Regions from separate parts of the Sus scrofa genome. Here regions 2 and 3 are each linked to region 1. The links are chromatin contacts, called in public Hi-C and HiChIP or PLAC-seq maps. All regions are on one chromosome and are shown on one strand. Each heading gives the region's core, a stretch centred on a gene start, on an enhancer-like site or on the middle of the called end of the contact. The rest is flanking DNA. Distances are from core to core; before and after follow the strand shown. Region 1 holds the start of DEPDC5 (DEP domain-containing protein 5). Region 2 holds the start of LIMK2 (LIM domain kinase 2). Region 3 holds the start of PATZ1 (POZ-, AT hook-, and zinc finger-containing protein 1).

Region 1 (3,222 bases), core at 507-3,006:
TACACATATATGCTGAATGAATCACTTTTCAATGCACCTGAAACAAACACAACATTGTAAATCAACTATACATCAACTAAAATTAAAAAACAAAACAAAACAAAACAAAACACCCAAATAGGAATTCCCATTGTGGTACAGCAGAAACAAACCCAACTAGTATCCATGAGGATGCAGGTTCAATCCCTGACCTTGCTCAGTGTGTTGGGGATCCAGCGTTGCCATGAGCTGTGGTGAAGGTGGTAGACACAGCTTGGATCCCGCATCACTGTGGCTGTGGCATAGGCCAGCAGCTGTAGCTCCAGTTCAACCCCTAGCCTAGGAACTTCCATATACTGTGGGAGCATCCCTTAAAAAAAAAAAGCAAAAATATAAATAAATAAATATCCAAACAAATGAAGAGTAGTAAGCTGGCAATATTCACAATGTGCCTTAAAATGCAAATAAAAATGCTTGCAGAAGGAACCTGTGCTCTCCCTGGTCCTGCTACCCTCCTTGCTATGGTATTACACTTGCTGCTTCACTCTGTTAAATTGCCTGCCTAGCCCCAACTGTCACATGAGTCAGTGTGTAAATTTCAAGGCACCAGAGACACACTAGTACCTCAGCCAAATTACACAACCTCCGAAGACCAGTCAATACTGACCACTGCCCCCAAAGCCCTTCTTGTGGATGACGAGTTTGTAGACCTTTGTTGTTCTCATCTTGTACTGTTGTTTCCTTCAGCTGTTCCAAGCTTGGGGGAGCGAAATCATCTTGCCTCCCTGACACTGAAACACAAACAAAAAGGCTGGAATGTCAGATCTTTCCTTGCAAGGGTTCTTTGATTTTAGATCAGTGAAAATACTAGCCCTGATCATTTGAGCGGTGACACCAACTCCCTGGATGAAATCACTCCTCCAATTATCAGGAGGGATGGAGAACAAACAGACCAACGAATCTGAGAACGAAAGGGAATTCGGGCCAGGGTCCAGCCCAACCTCCACGAAGATACTTTATCACACACCAAAGGGAAAACTTGGAGTGAATGAGGCACTCACCGCCTTGCCTCTATCTAAACCAACAACGCCAAATATTAAGAAGATCTTAAGAGGTTAGGCACACTCATTCTGTAGACGAGGAGAGTGAGGGCCAGCGCAAGAGACTTGCTCAGGTTCCTGAGACTGAGAGGCGCTCCCACTGTTCACGTTTCGCCATTGATGTCCTGGGCAAGGAGAATGTAAATAGAAGGAAAGCACGGGTTCCTTCACCAAACCTCCAGCTGCACAAACTCATCGGTTCCTCTTCGCACCCCCCTCATTCCCTAGCTGATGCGACCGCGGCTCAGAGACTGACAAGACTTGCCTGAGGTCACACAGCGGTTTGGGGGTGGGGATGGGTCCAGGATTCGAACCTGGGCCACGGCCCCCTCCCTCCTGATCCTCAAACCAGGGCCCCGGCGGCCAGCTCCACTCACCCGCAGCTCCGGAGCCACTTCCCGCTGGAGGCCCGGACTCCGAGAGCCCGACCGTGGCCGGGGCCCCTGTGCGTCCTCCGGACGCCCCGCCTACGCCCTCAGTGCCGGTGCAGCTCCGGTGCCCTAGCTCCAGGAGCCGGTCGGCCCTCCCCAGCCACCAAGCGCTCACCTGAGAACCCGCGCTGCTCCGGTGGCTCCGCCCCTGGGTACCGCCCCCTTCCCGCCCACCCCCACCCCCCTACCCCCGGGCCGCTCTGGCCGGGCCTCCGCCTCGTCTCGGTGTCCGAGCCACTTCCCCATCCGGGGCTCGCGCCGGGGGCGGGGCTGCGCGTGTAGCTTCTTGGTCGGATTGCATGTAGTAGTTTCCCACTCGGGAGTCTGATGGCTCCCGACTGGGGAAGGGGAGTGCTTTTCCTCCCAGACGTTCCGAAGTAGATCCGAGTCCAAGAGATTCGCTTTCGACCTAGTGATTTGCGCAACAGGGCAAACTCGAATGAGTGTCCCAGGATCTGTAAACGAAGTTATGGACCTTCGCCTGGCCTCACAGGGCTACTGAGGCACAAAATAGTTTCTGGGAGAATTTTTGTAAAATGGAAAGGGCTGAGCACGTGCGACCTAGTGCGATAGCCCCTGCTGGGAAGTATCCACTTTGGGGAGGACTATTTCAAATCCTTCCAAACCCCAAGTGGCGTTCCGTGCCTGTCTGGTTCTTAATAATAGCTACCATAGCTTTCACAGACATACTTATGTAATTGTCACATCCTTTTTAGGTGGCAGAGACACTCTTATTCACAGACAGGGAACTGGCAGAGGACACGAAACAACTCTGAAGGGAGCAAGGACAGATCTTGACACTCCAGTCCAACTTGGCTCCGAAAGCTGAGCATTTAACCAGCATCCTCCCATCTCACTCCAGGGCTCATCCTAAACCGTTTTCAGTCTGAAGATCTTTCTCTTCTCAAGGAAAAAATCAGAGCTGTGTGGGCAGTGACTGAAGTTGGCCAAGGGCTCCTGGCAAGTTGCGAGCTCCAACTAACTGACCTACAGTTTTCAGAAATTCTCTGAATGTTGAAAGAAAAAAAAAGCATCGCATACCACAGAGAGACTGCTGAGTGGGTGAAGGGGGCCCCTGTAGCAAGACCCACCTGTGATTTTACTTTAGGATTCAGAAGTTAAATAACTCTTAAATAATTGTATTTTTTTAATAGTAAAGAAAACATGTAATCAGGTAGACTGCAACAGTTGCAAAAGTTTTCAGGGATAAAATGTTAAGTATAAAAGACATTTTTATGTTGCTAGTTCACCCAGATCCCCCAGGCTGTCTTCTCTGAGGCTGTTGGGCACTCCTTCCATCCCACACAGAGTTAATGGGACTCTGTCCCTGGCCCTTAGGGGAATCTGATTCCTTCTCCTGAAGGATGTTCATAGTTAACAAATATTTCAGTTTTGGCAAAAATTTGTCAAAACAAAACAAAACAAAAAACCTTAACAAGGTTTTCTTGGGGTTTTTTGGTCTTTTTAAGGCCATGGCATATGGAGGTTCCTAGGCTAGGGGTTCAATCGGAGCTGTAGCCGCTGGCCTTTGCCAGAGCCACAGCAACTCAGGATCTGAGCTGCGTCCGTGACCTACACCACAGTTCACAGCAACGCCAGATCTTTAACCCACTGAGCAAGGCCAGGGATTGAACCTGTGTCCTCACAGATTCTAGTCGTGTTTGTTAACCACTGAACCATGACGGGAGTCCTGACAAGTACTGAGATTTTAA
Region 2 (3,222 bases), core at 205-2,704, 440 kb after region 1:
AGCTTTATGAATCACTCAGAGAAAAACTAATAAACACTACTGCACTCTAAGATCTTTCACAAGTTTCTGAGATTCAAGGTTCAGAACAGGAAACCTATGCTACAGAGGTTAGGAAAAAACCAATGGAGATCACTTGAGCTAAAGAACTCTGGAAGCTAAAAAACAAAAACAAAAACAGAAAAACAAAGAGGAAGGGACAGGGAGTATTCCTACCCCTAGCCCTCCTTCTCCAGAAGCCTATTATCAAGAATGAGGAGAAAATCCCATACTCCCATGGTGAGGAAGTGACCCACTGGTGGCCTGGTCCTTGTATTCAGGATGGAGGAAGTGACTGTCCACAGGCTGAAAGCCAGGAAGCGGGGGCAGATTTCCAGGACAGCCTCCCTCCTCCACTATTCCCTCCTGCCAGCTCTAGAAAGCTTCTGGACGCTGACCCTGGTCGACCTAAAGGCTAGGCCACCCACACAGGTGGCTGGGAAACAGAAAGTCCCTGGTGCAGGGAGACAGGCCAGGAGGGCAGGAAGCTGCAGGGTGGTGTGAGTGACTGGGAGGGGACCGCAGGCACAGCCAACCTAACACTGAAGCTACCCTTCACCCTCATAAGCTCTTCTTTCCAGGAGGTGTTTGGCCACATTCCTCTCCTGTGTCAGAGGGACCAAGAGGGCCCGAGCCCCTGGGGAGCCTACCTTCCCCAGGAATAATGCTCCACTTTCTCTCTCCCCCCAGGTCGTGTCCCAAAACCCAAGGGAGCCCACACTGCCCTTTTCTCGCAGAGAACCCAAGACCCAGGGGGCCGCAGGCACCGAGACACCCGCCAGAAGCCTCGGATCCCGTGACGGGAGTCAAACTCCTCAATTTTCCACAGAAAATCCAGAACCCGAGGTATACGCTCCATCCTCTCAGAAGTGCTCCCAACTTTGAGGACCCCGTGCTCCTCACACTCCCCAAACCCTCTAGGGAATCCGGATCCTTCAGCTTCTTTAGAAAGAGTTTTGAAGACTTTCGGTCGCCAAGTCCACAAAAAAAGATGCCGCCAGCATCCCTTCCTCCCAGGGACCTCAACTCACGGGAAGTCGCCCAAGCCGCCCCGCCCTCCCTCCACAACTTCCCAGTCTTCGGGAAGCGCGGTGCTCACCACTCCCAAATTCTTCCTTTAAGGAGCCGGGGCCACCCCCGCCCCGGGTCCACTCAGCCCGAAACCCCCGAGGGGCCGCCAGCTCCCCTCAGGCGCCCCGGGCCCGGGACAGGACTGCTTGGCCCTTCCTTACCCGCCTGCGCCGCCATGGTCCCGGAGGCGCGGAAATGGGGAGGAGGCTGGGGCCACTGCAGCTCCGCTCAGCTGCCACCGCTGCCTCAGGCGCGGGAGGATCTCAGCCCCGGGCGCGAGGGATGCGCCGCCTACGGCGCCCGGGGAGGACCAAACCGCACCTGGCACCGGGGCCCCGCCCGCCGACGCCCCGCCCAACAGACGCAAGGCCCCGCCCCGGGACCCTGGCCCGCCCACCGGTCGGACTCTTTGGCGGCTCTGGTGCCCCCTAGCGCGAACGGCGTCCTCGGTTGGTGCCTGAGCTGACGAGGCTGCGCAGACGCTGCGCAGGGTGGAGATCTCAACACAGAGGACCCTCAGCCCATTTTACAGATGAGGACGGCTGAGGACCAGAGGGGACAAGTTTTGACTAGCTCAGAATGGCTTAGCTCATTGGGGGCTGGGCTGGGCTGGGAAGGCAGGCTCTTCACTCCCAGTCGAAAGCTCTCTCCAGTAGAGTATTTGGCATCAAAAATATGAACATGGTGAAACCAGGTTTACCCCACAAATACCTTTGGGGGGTTGGGGGTGGGCTTTTCTTAGAAGCTTCCAGCTCAGAGAAGCCACTTGTTTGTGCCACTAGGAGCAAGCTGACACTCAGCGGTCAAGTAGGTTATACAAATGAGCCCAGAACACCAGGTCTTCCAATTTTTCAAGACAAGTCAAAAATCCAGGTATTTAGGTGCAATTCCCCCCCCCTTTTTTTTTAATGTTGCTAACATTCAAATTCTAAAAATGCCATGTAGGTCAAAGGAAATATACCTGTGAACTGGATTTGCCCTTTGGACTATAAAGAAGAGAGCACTAGACTAGGCCTTGGGACAGCAGACTGGTCTCTGGCAGCTGTTAGCTGGCTGAGGGGCTTTGAGAACCACTTCCCTCACTGGGTTTGGGTGGGGACTGAGGTCCTCTGTGTGACGAAGGGTCTGTCATATCAGCTGGTCCCTCCCATCAGATTCTCCTGTGCTGGGTCTTTGGAAACTGCCATTTCTTTAGATCAGATTTAGGTCATGAGAAAAACATACAAATGACCAGGAAGGGACAGGGATGGGGCCTGAGGAAATGGATGACACTCCTACCAAGGACAAAATTCAACCAGCACTCGAGTAAGCAAAGGTGAGCATAATTCTCCCTTCCTGCCCTGATCCTGTAGTCCAAACTAGATGCAGGTCAGATTTTTCTCCTCTGGGTGTAGTAGGTAGCTCCTGAGGTCCTGAGTGTGAGGAAAGTGCTGAGGGGTGGTGGAGGTGATGTACCTGGCTTTCCTTAGGTCCTAGGAATCCTCTTCAGCAGTTGGCTTTAGTTTCTGAGGAAATTTCTGCTCTGACTACAGTAATGATGAGACTATGTATTGAATTAAAGTGACGGGGATCCAGAGGACTCTCCTGACAAGCCACCTCATGGCTAGCAAAAAGGAGCAGTATTTATTTGCCCTGCACATGGAAAGAGGTTATAGTGTATGTTCCCTACCTAAGCCCTTGGCAGCTTTGGAACCAAGACCCCTGGGAGTCTTCCTTCTTCCTCTGTCCCTCAGCAAAGCACCCAAATCTGTCTCTTCTCCCTCTTCACTCTGTCTTGTTCCATTGTTTTCACACCTCCAGCCTCACAGTCTTCACTAGCAGGGACTGGAGAGATAAACAATTCTCTCAAGTTCCCCTATCCCCACCCCAGGGAAGTTCAGGTAACTCTGAGAAGGCAAGTTGATATGTTAAGGAAGAGAAGAGCACTTTGTAGAAATGATATAACCCAGAATTGTCTTTTCAACATGGACACAAGGAACATTCAAAATCACTTGTGAACTCAAGGGGAGCTCTGGAGGGCAGAAAAGGGCTGGGCAGGGAAAAGGCCTCCTGGGTTCCTAGCACCAAGTCAACTGCCCACAGTCTGATTCCCTCCCCATGGCTTTGTCAGTCCTT
Region 3 (3,222 bases), core at 457-2,956, 330 kb after region 1:
GCTCCTCTTTGCAACTGTGGGAACTTCCCGCCCGCACGTGCGGTGCCTGCAGCCCGAAGCTCCAAGTCGGGCTGCCTTGCGGCGGCCGCCAACGCTATACAGGCAGACGAACCTCTGGGTCCAGCCCGCGCGTGGCAGCATCTTCAGGACCGCCGGGGACAAAGCGCTCAGGCCCGCAGGCGGGGCCCATGGCCTGAGCGCTCGGCGACTCGCTGGGCTGCAGGCGCTGGGGATGCTTTCGACCTCGGGAAGCCAAAGGGCGCTCCCTGGAGTCTCCAGTACCCCTGATTCCTGGGGTGTGCGGGGATCCCTGCTCCTGCCCTTGCCTCTATGTTGTCGCCTCCCTGAACTGGTGACTTTCCCATCCCTGGGGCACAAAGCTCGGCGTGTGGCGGCTTGGGGGAGAAGGACGATGGACTCATATCCCCAGCTATGCCGGGCGCGCAGCCCCTTTGGTTCAGTCAGCGTGCGGGGTGCAGAAGCAGCTCCAGAGGTTCGGCCTGCCCCCAGTCAGGACCCCGGGCCCTCTCTGGGGTTGGGAGCGGGGAGGCGGTCGCAGGCGACTTCTAGGGATTTCGTGCATCGAAAGGGAGCTCTTAAGGTTAGCCGACGCCCGCTCGACTTACGGGTGCGCATCGCAGGCTGGGGGGGGCTCAGATCTGTACCCCCTTGATCTCCCCCTTTCCCCCGCCCCGTCACTAGCCGCCACTGTTGGCCGGGAGGGAGGGGCAGCGGGAGCTGGTTTGCTGGCTTGGCGCTTCGTTTGCATTGGTCCGGGGGGGCTGAGACTGCAGCCCCCGGCCCTGCGGGCGGGGTGGGAAGGCGGGGGCCGGACGGGGGCTCAGCCTGCGCTAGCATTGGCGGAGCAGGGGACTGGGGAGGGGGGGCAGGAAGCGGGGGGAGCGGAGCTGCGGGGGGGTGTGTATAAATAGGGAAGGGGGGACGTGCATCCTCGGCTGGGTGAGGGGGGGGCGCTCCGCACAAAGAAAGTGGAAAGTTTGCAGCGCGGGGCGGTCCGGGCCAGGAATCCGGGTGCGCACGTGCAGGGCCAGGGGCGCAGGGGGCCCCCCACGCCGAGCTCGCCGTTTCTTTTTTTTTTCTGCAAGCGAGGGGGGGGGTGTTGTTGGTATCGCCCCCTCCTTCTCCTCCCCCCAGGGGTGAAAGTGCAAGAGGAAGTGCAGCCGCTGCCATCTTTCCTCCGCTCCGAACACACGGAGCCCGGGGCCGCAGCGCCGCCGCTCCGCCGCCGCCTTCGCCCGGCCCAGGAAAGGGCCAGCCCTGCAGCCGTTACCGCCGCCCGCCCGCTCCAGCCTTCGCTGCGGACATCGCCCGCCAGCCTCCGGGACCCGGCCTGCGCTGCCGCCCCGGTGCGCGCCCCACCGCCGCCGCCGCCTTAGCCTTTTGTTTCCTCCGCTCCGGCGCCCCCGCCCCGGCTCGCGCTTTGCAGGGGACGCAGCGCGCGCCCCCAGCGGGCCCGGGAAAAGCCGCGGCGCGCGCACGCGCCTGCGTGACAGACCCCTCCTCCTCCCCGTGCGCGCGCGCCCCTCTTGGCTGCGCGCCGGCGCCGCCTGGCGGGCGGGAGGGGAGGTGGCAGGAGCGTTTGCGGGAGGGGCGCACCTCTTTGCTCGCGCACCCCCCGAGAGGTAGACCGAGAAGGGGAGGCGGGCCGGTGGAGAGGAGAGAGGAGTGCAGGATTCAGCAGGGGTGGGGGCAGCTATGTGGGAGGTGGTGCGCTCTGCAGTCTAGACAGTCCGATCCGGGCAGGGGGCGTGTGCGCTCGGCGCACCTGCGAGACTACAGAGCCCGGGGCCGGCACGTGTGGGGAGTGTAGACACGTTCGCTGCGCTCTGCTTCTCGCTGCCTAGGGGAAGGGAGTGGGGCGGGCAAGTGCCGCGGCCCGGTTTGTGGGGAGGGGGTGGCGGCCATGGAGCGGGTGAACGACGCTTCTTGCGGCCCGTCGGGCTGCTACACCTACCAGGTGAGCAGACACAGCACGGAGATGCTGCACAACCTGAACCAGCAGCGCAAAAACGGCGGGCGCTTCTGCGACGTGCTTCTGCGGGTGGGCGATGAGAGCTTCCCAGCGCACCGCGCGGTGCTGGCCGCCTGCAGCGAGTACTTTGAGTCGGTGTTCAGTGCCCAGTTGGGCGACGGCGGAACTGCGGAGGGGGGTCCCGCTGACGTGGGGGCGCAGCGGCGGCCCCAGGCGGTGGGGCTGGGGGCAGCCGGGAGCTAGAGATGCACACCATCAGCTCCAAGGTGTTCGGGGACATCCTGGACTTCGCCTACACTTCCCGCATTGTGGTTCGCCTGGAGAGCTTCCCCGAGCTTATGACGGCTGCCAAGTTTCTGCTGATGAGGTCCGTCATTGAGATTTGCCAGGAAGTCATCAAACAGTCCAATGTGCAGATCCTGGTGCCCCCTGCCCGGGCCGACATCATGCTCTTTCGTCCCCCTGGGACCTCGGACTTAGGCTTCCCTTTGGACATGACCAATGGAGCAGCCTTGGCAGCCAACAGCAATGGCATCGCAGGCAGCATGCAGCCCGAGGAGGAGGCGGCTAGGGCAGCTGGTGCAGCCATTGCGAGCCAAGCCTCCCTGCCTGTGTTACCTGGTGTGGACCGCTTGCCCATGGTGGCTGGACCCTTGTCTCCCCAACTGCTGACTTCCCCGTTCCCCAATGTGGCATCCAGTGCCCCTCCCCTGACTGGCAAGCGAGGCCGGGGCCGCCCAAGGAAGGCCAACCTTCTGGACTCAATGTTCGGGTCCCCAGGGGGCCTGAGGGAAGCAGGCATCCTTCCCTGTGGCCTGTGTGGGAAGGTGTTCACTGATGCCAATCGGCTCCGGCAGCACGAGGCCCAGCATGGTGTCACCAGCCTCCAGCTGGGCTACATCGACCTTCCTCCTCCAAGGCTGGGCGAGAATGGGCTACCCATCTCAGAGGACCCCGACGGCCCCCGAAAGAGGAGCCGGACCAGGAAGCAGGTGGCCTGTGAGATCTGCGGCAAGATCTTCCGAGACGTGTACCATCTCAATCGGCACAAGCTTTCCCACTCGGGGGAGAAGCCCTATTCCTGCCCCGTGTGTGGGCTGAGGTTCAAGAGAAAAGATCGCATGTCCTACCATGTGCGGTCCCACGATGGGTCCGTGGGCAAGCCCTACATCTGCCAGAGCTGTGGGAAAGGCTTCTCCAGGTGAGGAATGGTGCCCCCCTCTAGGACT

The links. A called contact is a pair of places that touch in the nucleus more often than the background predicts. HiChIP or PLAC-seq counts read pairs in DNA pulled down with a chosen protein or histone mark.
Region 2: a Hi-C map of liver shows a contact between it and region 1, with 4 times the contacts expected there. The contact joins the promoter of LIMK2 here to the promoter of DEPDC5 in region 1. A contact is called at or near these places in 1 of 47 Hi-C or Micro-C datasets (liver) and 1 of 2 datasets of contacts at active chromatin or transcription factors (alveolar macrophages).
Region 3: an H3K27ac HiChIP or PLAC-seq map of skeletal muscle shows a contact between it and region 1, with 2.1 times the contacts expected there. The contact joins the promoter of PATZ1 here to the promoter of DEPDC5 in region 1. A contact is called at or near these places in 1 of 5 promoter capture datasets (liver) and 1 of 2 datasets of contacts at active chromatin or transcription factors (skeletal muscle).

Annotation. Positions count from the first base shown.
Region 1 is chr14:48,420,322-48,423,543 of Sscrofa11.1, reverse strand. DEPDC5 (DEP domain-containing protein 5) reads right to left here and starts at 1,756. Exons shown (of 42, transcript XM_013983091.2): 1 at 1,626-1,756; 2 at 647-770. The coding sequence starts at 704.
Region 2 is chr14:47,982,216-47,985,437 of Sscrofa11.1, reverse strand. LIMK2 (LIM domain kinase 2) reads right to left here and starts at 1,454. Exons shown (of 16, transcript XM_005670864.3): 1 at 1,269-1,454. The coding sequence starts at 1,284.
Region 3 is chr14:48,091,869-48,095,090 of Sscrofa11.1, reverse strand. It overlaps PATZ1 (POZ-, AT hook-, and zinc finger-containing protein 1), which reads left to right and starts at 1,706. Exons shown (of 6, transcript XM_021073093.1): 1 at 1,706-2,180; 2 at 2,183-3,194. The coding sequence starts at 1,925.